Linked DNA regions of Ovis aries: all the other regions are linked to region 2. The links are chromatin contacts, called in public Hi-C maps. All regions are on one chromosome and are shown on one strand. The core of a region is the stretch at or near the end of the contact, and the rest is flanking DNA. Distances in the headings are between cores, read along the strand shown.

Evidence for each region. A called contact is a pair of places that touch in the nucleus more often than the background predicts.
Region 1: a Hi-C map of hypothalamus shows a contact between it and region 2, with 8 times the contacts expected there. The contact joins the promoter of UBA1 here to the enhancer-like site in region 2. A contact is called at or near these places in 11 of 16 Hi-C or Micro-C datasets (blood, hypothalamus, liver and 5 more).
Region 3: a contact with region 2 is called in a Hi-C map of blood, with 3 times the contacts expected there. The contact joins the promoter of CDK16 here to the enhancer-like site in region 2. A contact is called at or near these places in 3 of 16 Hi-C or Micro-C datasets (blood and liver).

What each region holds. Positions count from the first base shown.
Region 1 is chrX:57,625,217-57,627,916 of ARS-UI_Ramb_v3.0, reverse strand. It overlaps UBA1 (ubiquitin like modifier activating enzyme 1), which reads left to right and starts at 1,313. Exons shown (of 26, transcript XM_004022138.6): 1 at 1,313-1,419.
Region 2 is chrX:57,327,705-57,330,404 of ARS-UI_Ramb_v3.0, reverse strand. All of the region lies in intron 1 of ZNF81 (zinc finger protein 81), which reads left to right. Among named protein-coding and RNA genes, the nearest start is that of ZNF41, 50 kb to the left of the region's middle. Within about 2 kb of position 1,289, at least 37 of the 54 cell types and tissues checked have an H3K27ac peak or open chromatin away from gene starts, as enhancers often do. A contact at or near this core is called in hypothalamus and liver, where this site is marked.
Region 3 is chrX:57,600,179-57,602,878 of ARS-UI_Ramb_v3.0, reverse strand. It overlaps CDK16 (cyclin dependent kinase 16), which reads left to right and starts at 1,431. Exons shown (of 17, transcript XM_060407294.1): 1 at 1,431-1,731.

The DNA of each region.
Region 1 (2,700 bases), core at 64-2,563, 300 kb before region 2:
TCAGACATGACTGAGTGACTGAACTGAACTGAGTCTCCTTGCTGTGTTCTTTGCTATGTTCCCGGAGCCCTGCACTTAGTAGGCACTCAAGGAATCTTTTTCAGATGAGCAAATTTGGAGGATTTGAGGACAGGATATGTGATACAGAATTTGGGATAAGGTGATAAAGGCATTTTGTGTTAATTACCTTGGCTGGAGCAACACCTTCTCTGGAGGGCCTTCTGTAACCAGACTACCTAAAAATGCAACCTTCCCCCACAGATTTCCCCTTGTGCATGCTGAGTCACTTAAGCCATGTCAGACTCTTTGAGACCCCATGGACTGTAGCCCGCCAGGCTCCTCTGCCCATGGAATTCTCCAGGCAAGAATACTGGAGTGGGTTGCCATTTCCTACTCCAAGGGATCTTCTAGACCCAGGGATCAAACCTGTGTCTCTTATGTCTACCTTCACTGGTAGGTGGGTTCTTAACCCCTAGCGACACCTGGGAAGCCTAATTTCCCCTTACCTTGTTCTATTTTTCTCCGTAGTAGTTATCACATATACACAACACATATTTACATGTCTATTTAATTGTATATTCACATATGAATATAGACTATACACAGTGTGTATATATTTATTATATATGTAGGGTTTTTTTTTTTTTTGGCAACACTGCTCTCTTGTAGGATCTTAGCTGACCCATCAGTCATTGCCCTGAGCCTTGGGCAGTGAAAGCACGGAGTCCTAACTGTCAGGGAATTCCCTACAGATGTAAATTATTTACATATTGATACTAGTTATCATGTAACATTTACAAATATTGATACATTTTATTAGATAAAATTTTTACATTTATGGGCTGTCTCTCTAGTCTGTCAGCTCCCTGAGAGCAAGGAAGATGCCTAGCACCTGGCCCACAGTTTGAGCTCTATAAGTGTCAAATGAATGAACTCCTTTGGTCACCTGAGCCTCAGCTTTTCCATCTGTAGGATGAATGTGCCTTTCCATTTGGAGTTATTTCCGTGTTCTGATTCCTTTTCCTACCCACCCCACCCCCCTGAGTACAGCTCCCGGAATTCCACAGCCCAGGTTCACATTTTCCAGTACCCTGGGCGCTCCTGCCCACCACGTGCACCAGGCACCGGCCCAACTGGACTACGACCCCCAGCATGCCTCGCGCGTTTGGGAAGTACCACAACTCATAGGGGTGTCTGGGTCTGACACAGGCTCCAAGAGAGCAGGATCAGGGGAGGGCTCCCCTCTAGCTTGGCATCTGTGGTACGTCCCAAACCGGCCCCCCGCCCCCTCAAGGCCCCGCGCTTCTGAGCTCAGCGCAAACTCTGGTTCTTCTACGCCTGAGGTGATTTGCTCTTCCGTTGCCCCGTGGCTTCGGCTCATCTCCAGCAGGAAGGCGAGGCTTCCGCCCGGCACAGGGGGTGAGCTGGATGAAGGTTCCCCCCAGTCCCCCGAACAGCATTCGAAGGAGGGGGCTCAATTTCTGGGATCCTCGAAGGGGCATATTTGGGAGCTCTGAGCCCCGTGTGGCATTTAGAGGTGGCTGTTTTTGAGGGGACGCAAGTGGCGTTAGGGACTCCGGGGTGGGACTTTGAAGTCTGTTTTCTGAGCGTCCCTCGGAGGCAGGGTTTATACCCCTTAGAGACTGGGTTTAGGGGGATGTTTGGGGAGACCCTTAGGATCCGTGTATGAATACTCTTGTCAGTGAGGTAGGATTTGGTGTGCTTCCCAAGGGGAGAGGCAAAGTTTGAGGTTCCTGAACTCAAGGCGGAATTTGGGAAGGGCTTGATTCAGGAAGGGTCCTGGTGACGGTGGGAACAGGCGGGACCGACGTGGCATGTGGAGATATCTAATGGCCTTTGTGACCTCTGCTTCTATTATGATGTCTCACCGCGCTTGGGTATTAAAGGCTGAGAGACCGGACACATTGAGGCCCACATGTTGTTTTAGGAAGAGGAGCCCCCAGCCCAGGCTGTAGAAGGGACGCTGGAGCCTAGCGTGCTAGGCTCTTCCGAGGGGACAGAGTGTCACCGGCTTTCCTTTGCCATGGCTTTATTCGCTATGCGTGAGGAGATGAGCTGTTGAGGAAGACCATTTTGGCCCTTTTCGCACCTGGTTCGTTGGAAGTATCAGCTTGTGAATTATTCACAAGGGAGCGGTTCATTGTGCTTAAGGGGCGTGCTGAAAGGGGCGCCTTGCAGTCTGCCGGGTAAATTTAGATCACACTGATAAAGCCTAAGAAGGTGAGTAGCGGCCCGAGTTTTCTGTGGCTTGTCTAGGGGCATTGTGCATAATTCATGAGGGGCGTAGCTTTTAGGGCTTCAACGGCACGATCCGCTGTTGGCTTTTCCTTAAGAGGTTTCAGGATTTAAAAGTTTTGCGTCTCACGAAGGGATGAGGCCTGGCGCATTGTTCATTCTTTGCGGCCCGATAATCCCAGATTATCAACAAAGACTCTAGATTCAAGTCACATCTATCCTTGCCAGCTGTGTGATCTTTGGCAGATCTGTGAACTTGAAAAAATGAGTCTGAGCATAATGGTGATCAGGTTAGTTTGCACTCATTTAGCAGCCTTATTAGACCATTTAATCCCCACAACAACCCTGGGAGGTAGGTTATTATCGTCCCACTTTATAGGAGGAAACTGGGACACCAGGAGGCTAAGTAATTTGCCTAAGGTTACTCACAGTTAGTGAGTGGCT
Region 2 (2,700 bases), core at 40-2,539:
GAATTTGCCACTCAGGCAACTAGTTATATACCATTTACTTGTCTTTTAACTTCAATCCCGTCTATTACACTGAAGGCCTCTGTTAACACACGCAGGTACTTTGTACTGCCCATCAGGGCTCAGGGCTCAAGGCCCAGGGGCATGGATCGCTGAGCACCATCAGTGAGGCGAGGAGGAATTAAGGGATGGAAAGCTGACCCCCTCTTTGTCTAATACACATGCGGATGGAAAAGCAAGGCCAAAATGTGAGCATTTTCAAAGCCAAGCATGGATAAATTTCTTCAACTCAGTAGATCAATTGAGAGATTCTTAAATATTTTGAACCGAGAAATGTTAACAGGAGATTATTTCAAGAAGCCTACAGAGTAAGATTTTCAGTTTGGGTGGGTGTGGTTGGGGTGTGTAGGAGGTGGAGATCTTAAGGTAGGGATTCCTGGGCACAGTGGAAAGGGAGCAGAAAACTACGGTTGCAGAGATGGGTACGGGTAGATCCAAGGAACTGTTGGGGTGGGGGAGCTGACAAGGAGTCACTGAGAAGCCCTCATACCCAACTCAAGCCTTGCCCAGGCTCCCCCTCCTGCCCAGACACAGAGCCGGATGTAGCTTGCTTCCTTTATTTGTAAAAAAAGGTTTCATTTTCTTTTTGTGTGAATTTATACATACTGTAGGAATGTGAAAGATCTGTAAAAGCATTACTGTACCTGTAGAAAACCATTATTCATACTTTGGAGGAGTTTTGGTTGTCATTCCCTTTCTGTGTACAGCTAACATTTTACCATGGTGATTCATTTCTTTCACCTTACTATTATATGGAAGTCATTTTTCCATGATGTTACATGGTCCTGACAGACGACTGTTTTAGCGTTTCAGTAATATTTTTAGAGAGACCGTCTACCTTTGGTTTCCTTAATTGATTATTCGGCAACTGTGATTCCAAATGTTTCCCTTTTTACGAATAATGCTTGGATAAATATCTCCACACATACATATCTTTATCTATGCATGCATTATCTATAAAACAAAAAAAGATAAATACAGAGAAGATGGATGAGAAGATGGAAGAGGCGGGGGTGAGGAGGAGGGGCAGAGCAAGGGAGGAGGGTTATTCCTCCTTCTTAAGAACCGTGGTCCCGGGGAGCGGAGACCGCAGTGCGCACGACAGTCACCAGGGCAGCGGCTGCGGATAGGGGCGGAGCCACCAAGAGCCTGAAAGCCCAGGACAGGCCCCGGTACTGCGCAGAACCGGGCGGGGGCCTTGTGGCAGTAGCGCTTAGCTTTGGCTTTGGGCGGTCTCTGGTGCCCCCTGCCGTCCGCGTTGTGAGTCTGCAAAGGGCTGCTGTTCTTAGTGCTCGTTCCCTTAGCCCGTGCCTCCTCCATTTTGCTTCTACATCCCTTGTCTTTCCCTCCCTTCCGTGTCCCTCTCCAGTCTTCCGCTTATTAATTTAAGGCTCCCAACTGGAGGAGCCCCTTGCGGAACTAGCTACCGTCGTTAGACCCAAAGGAGCAGGCAGAGATGGTGCCCGGGTGGGAGGGAACCGCTGGCAACGGGGCCCAAGCCCTTCCCAGCTCGGGAGAGCACAGATCTTGAGCGGAGGCTGCTTGCCACAGGGCTCGTGGCGCCTCCTAGCGGTTCCTGGTTTCTTGCTCTCTGTAGTCCCCGGAGGAGATGCCGTAAAGGATCAAACCCAGGGTATAATGGGGACTGCACCGCCCTGGCCCCAACAGGCCCTCCCGCGGACACAGGAAGTGGGACACAAGGGCCAGAGGCATGGGGTCTCTGAGGTGGGACCTGCCATTGTCAAACATAAAGCAGAGCTGGACAGCAGTCGGACTTCCCTGGTGGTTCAGCGGTAAAGAATCTGCCTGCAATGGAGGAGATCCAAGTTTGATCCCTGGGTAGGGAAGATCCCCTGGAGAAGGGCATAGCAACCCACTTCAGTATTCTTGCCTGGAGGATACCATGGACAGAGGAGCCGGGCGGGCTACAGTCCCTGGCTACAGTCCCTGGGGTTGCAAAGAGTTGGACACAGCTGAGTGACTAAGCACAGTGGACAGTAGTTAAAGTAGGAAAGTGTTAGTTGCTCTTTGCGACTCCTTGGCCGTAGCCCACCAGGCTCCTCTGCCCATGGAATTCTCCAAGCAAGAATAACTGGAATGGGTAGCCATTCCCTTCTCCGGGGGATCTTCCCCACTCAGGGACTGAACCCAGGTCTCCTGAATTACAGGCAGATTCTTTAACTTCCGAGCCAACAGGGGCTTCAGTTAAAGCATTAAAAACAGATTTAATTCAAGACTACTGCAAGAGGGAAAAAGAGACCTCTATATAGTACCAGATTTAATTTTGAATATAGAATGCTGCTGCTGCTAAATCACTTCAGCCGTGTCTGACTCTGTGCGACCCCATAGACAGCTGCCCACCAGGCTCCTCCGTTTCTGGGATTCTCCAGGCAAGAATACTGGAGTGGGTTGCCATTTCCTTCTCTGGAATATAGAATGAGCAAGTGAAAATTATCACCAAGGAGCAGTGGGGGTATGGGTATATCTGTGGGTGGAAAATAACTAAAATGAAATATCTAGGGGTAAGGTGGGATTCTAGTTAAATCCATCTAACGGGATTCTTGGTGAGGGCAGCAAGGGTGATCAGACATCACCTGGGAGATGGTGGAGGATGGGGAACCACATCAGCTATCTGGGGTGATC
Region 3 (2,700 bases), core at 182-2,681, 270 kb before region 2:
ATACTGGTGAGACCTAGAATAGACAGTAAACACAGTAAGTAAATTGCATGTTAGAAGTTGATCAGTGCAATTCAAAAGGTCTGTAGAGCCAGGTGAGGTCTGGAATGATGGGGTGCAGGTAGGCAGTTTTAAATAGGGGAGTCAGAGAAGGCATTATGAAGAAGGGGACATTAAAACAAGGACTTGAAGAGGATGAGGCATGTGAATATCTGAGGGAAGAGCATTCCAGGCAAAGGGAACAGCAAGTCCAAAGTCCCTGAGACTGGATTGTGCCTGCTTTATTCAGGAACAGCTAGGATAATAGTATGGCTGGAGTGGAGTGAGAAGGGTAACAGATGAGGCCTGGGAAGTAATGGACCTGAAGATCTATCCTGAGGTGGACTTTTGTCAAGTTGTTCCACTCTCAACATGCTCTGGTAAATCCTTGTTTGCATGAACTGGTATGGTCAAGGGTATCATAAAGGGAAGCCCAGAAGAGGTGGGGGATATGGCTTTAGACTGTGTAAAGATGTGCAATGGAGTCTACCTCCATTTGAACTGGGCTTGGTGATAGTGTAGGAGTTTTCCAGGCAGAGAGGAGTAAGGGATTAGGTTGGCTTGGCAATGCTTCACACACAACAGGCACCCAATAAATAAAATGGAAAACTTGGAGAACGCAGGAGGGAGTCATGGGCGGGGCTCTGGAGGCTCAGAAGAGGTAGTTGAGAGGTGGCAGTTCAGTCACTCAGTCATGTCTATTTGCGACCCCATGGACTGCAGCACGTCAGGCTTCCCTGTCCATCACCAACTCCTGGAGCTTGCTCAAACTCCTGTCCATCGAGTCGGTGAAAGGTGGCAGTAAAACCCAATTTAGGGTGCAAGTCCTCAGGGGAAGGGAAAAAGACGTCCCCTTCCAAGTCAAAGCCCCAGCCATGCCAAGTAATGCACTCGCCCCTTTAAAGGTCCGTCTTTCCCATGAGCCTAGGCTCCACCCTGTGAGCTTCGTTGAAGGAGATGGGAGTGGCTAGAGGCGGGATAAAATTCGATTGAGCGATCTTTTGACCAATCACCTTGCGAGACATTCGACCTATGGTAAGGGGAGCTCGGAACAAAAAGGAGACCCGCCCCCTCCACGGCGAAGCCAATGAAAACCTTGCGGAGGCGTGGTCAGGGCGGTGAAATCACGCCTCTCAAGGCAGGCCACGCCCTTCATTCTTGCTCAGCCTCACCCCAGGGAGCAAATCCGATTGCCGGGGCGACACCTCAAAGGGCGGGGCTGCAAACGTTCACAGTTGGAAAGAGCTCGCGGTCCGGGAGGAAGGCGGGGGAGCTGCTGGGCGGGGCTAGGCACTGTCCTACCTAAGGTGGAAAAGGCCAATGATTCTCCAGGCCGCCTCTCCGAGAAAAGTCATCTCGCGAACCTTTAAAATCCCTGCCTCCCGAGGCACCTCGGGGGACTAGGACTGACTGCCTCATCAGTCTTTTTCCTCCTTGCAAAAGTCCCGTTTTCTATTATGGGGATGTACCAAGTGAGACCGAGTAGGGTGAGCGAGTGGTGACCAGCACGCTGGTCACTGGCTGCTGCCCTCTTCGGCGTTAGCAAACTTCTAGCAAGATCGGAAGTCAGTACTAAATAACCTCTACATTTCCCCGCTGGCGCCGTTCCAGGGCCAGCGCCACATTCCCCAGTGGGGGCGCAATGGCCGCGCCCCCTCCCGCTGCGGACGGGTCTTTTGGTACCTGCAGTCCGAGGTGAGTCCCCTCCTTCCCACTTCACCCTTTCCAGCGCGTGCGTGCGCATGCGCGGAGCGCGGCGCGCGCAGCGGTTTGGCCGTTGGCTGTTCGGCCCTGGGATTCGCCGCGTCTCCGTGAGCAGTAGGCTCTGAACCGCGAGCCGCCGTGAGCTCTCGGATTCCAGCCGGCGCCAGCGAGCCCGGGGGCATCGCCCGCAGCGGCCAAGCTCATGGCCGGCTGAGCGGGACGCCGCCTCCGCCTCAGCCGCCGCCGCCGCCGCCGCCGCCTCCTCCTCCTCAGCCGGCGGCGGCCCGGGCCCAGCAGCCATGGCCGAAGACTACTGGGACGGGCGCCTGCGGCGAACTGGAGGAGAAGGAGGTCGCGCGGCCTCAGCCCGGGCCGCCGCCCCAGGCGCCACCGCGCCGGCCCCGCGGCACTGAGGTTGCTCGCGCGCCCCCGCCGGTGAGCGCGTTCACGAGGCATGGGGTGGGGGCTGCTCTTCCTGCAGAACCAACCCAGACCCCGGGCGGTGCCCAGGGGTCTGGGCTGCACCGCTGGCCTGTGCCCCCTCCCCCAGCGAGTTTCCCAGAATGCACCGGGGTGGGGGGTCATTCAGGGCCTCACTGACCTTGGCCCCGCCCTGGGCCTGGTCTGGGAGCTAGGGATGGGAAGTACTATGGGTGCTAGTGGGGAGTAGGGTGATCGAAGGACCAGGGGGTGTGTAAATGGGTGGCAGAGTGGTGAAAGACTAGAGGTTTGCTAACGGGGGCCTCAGCTGTGAGGGGGTCAGAGCATGTGGTAATAAGTCTTAACCGCTGTGTAAGGTTTTGAAGCTCAGTGTGTGCTAGCAGAGGGGCGGTGCTGGACCCGAGGATGAATAACAAGGAAGAGGACGTCAGAGGAGTGCTGAGATATGCAAATGGGGTTATAGCTGTAGAAAGGCCCTGTGGGTGTTGCTGGTGGATAGGTGGTAGAGGTGCTGGAAGG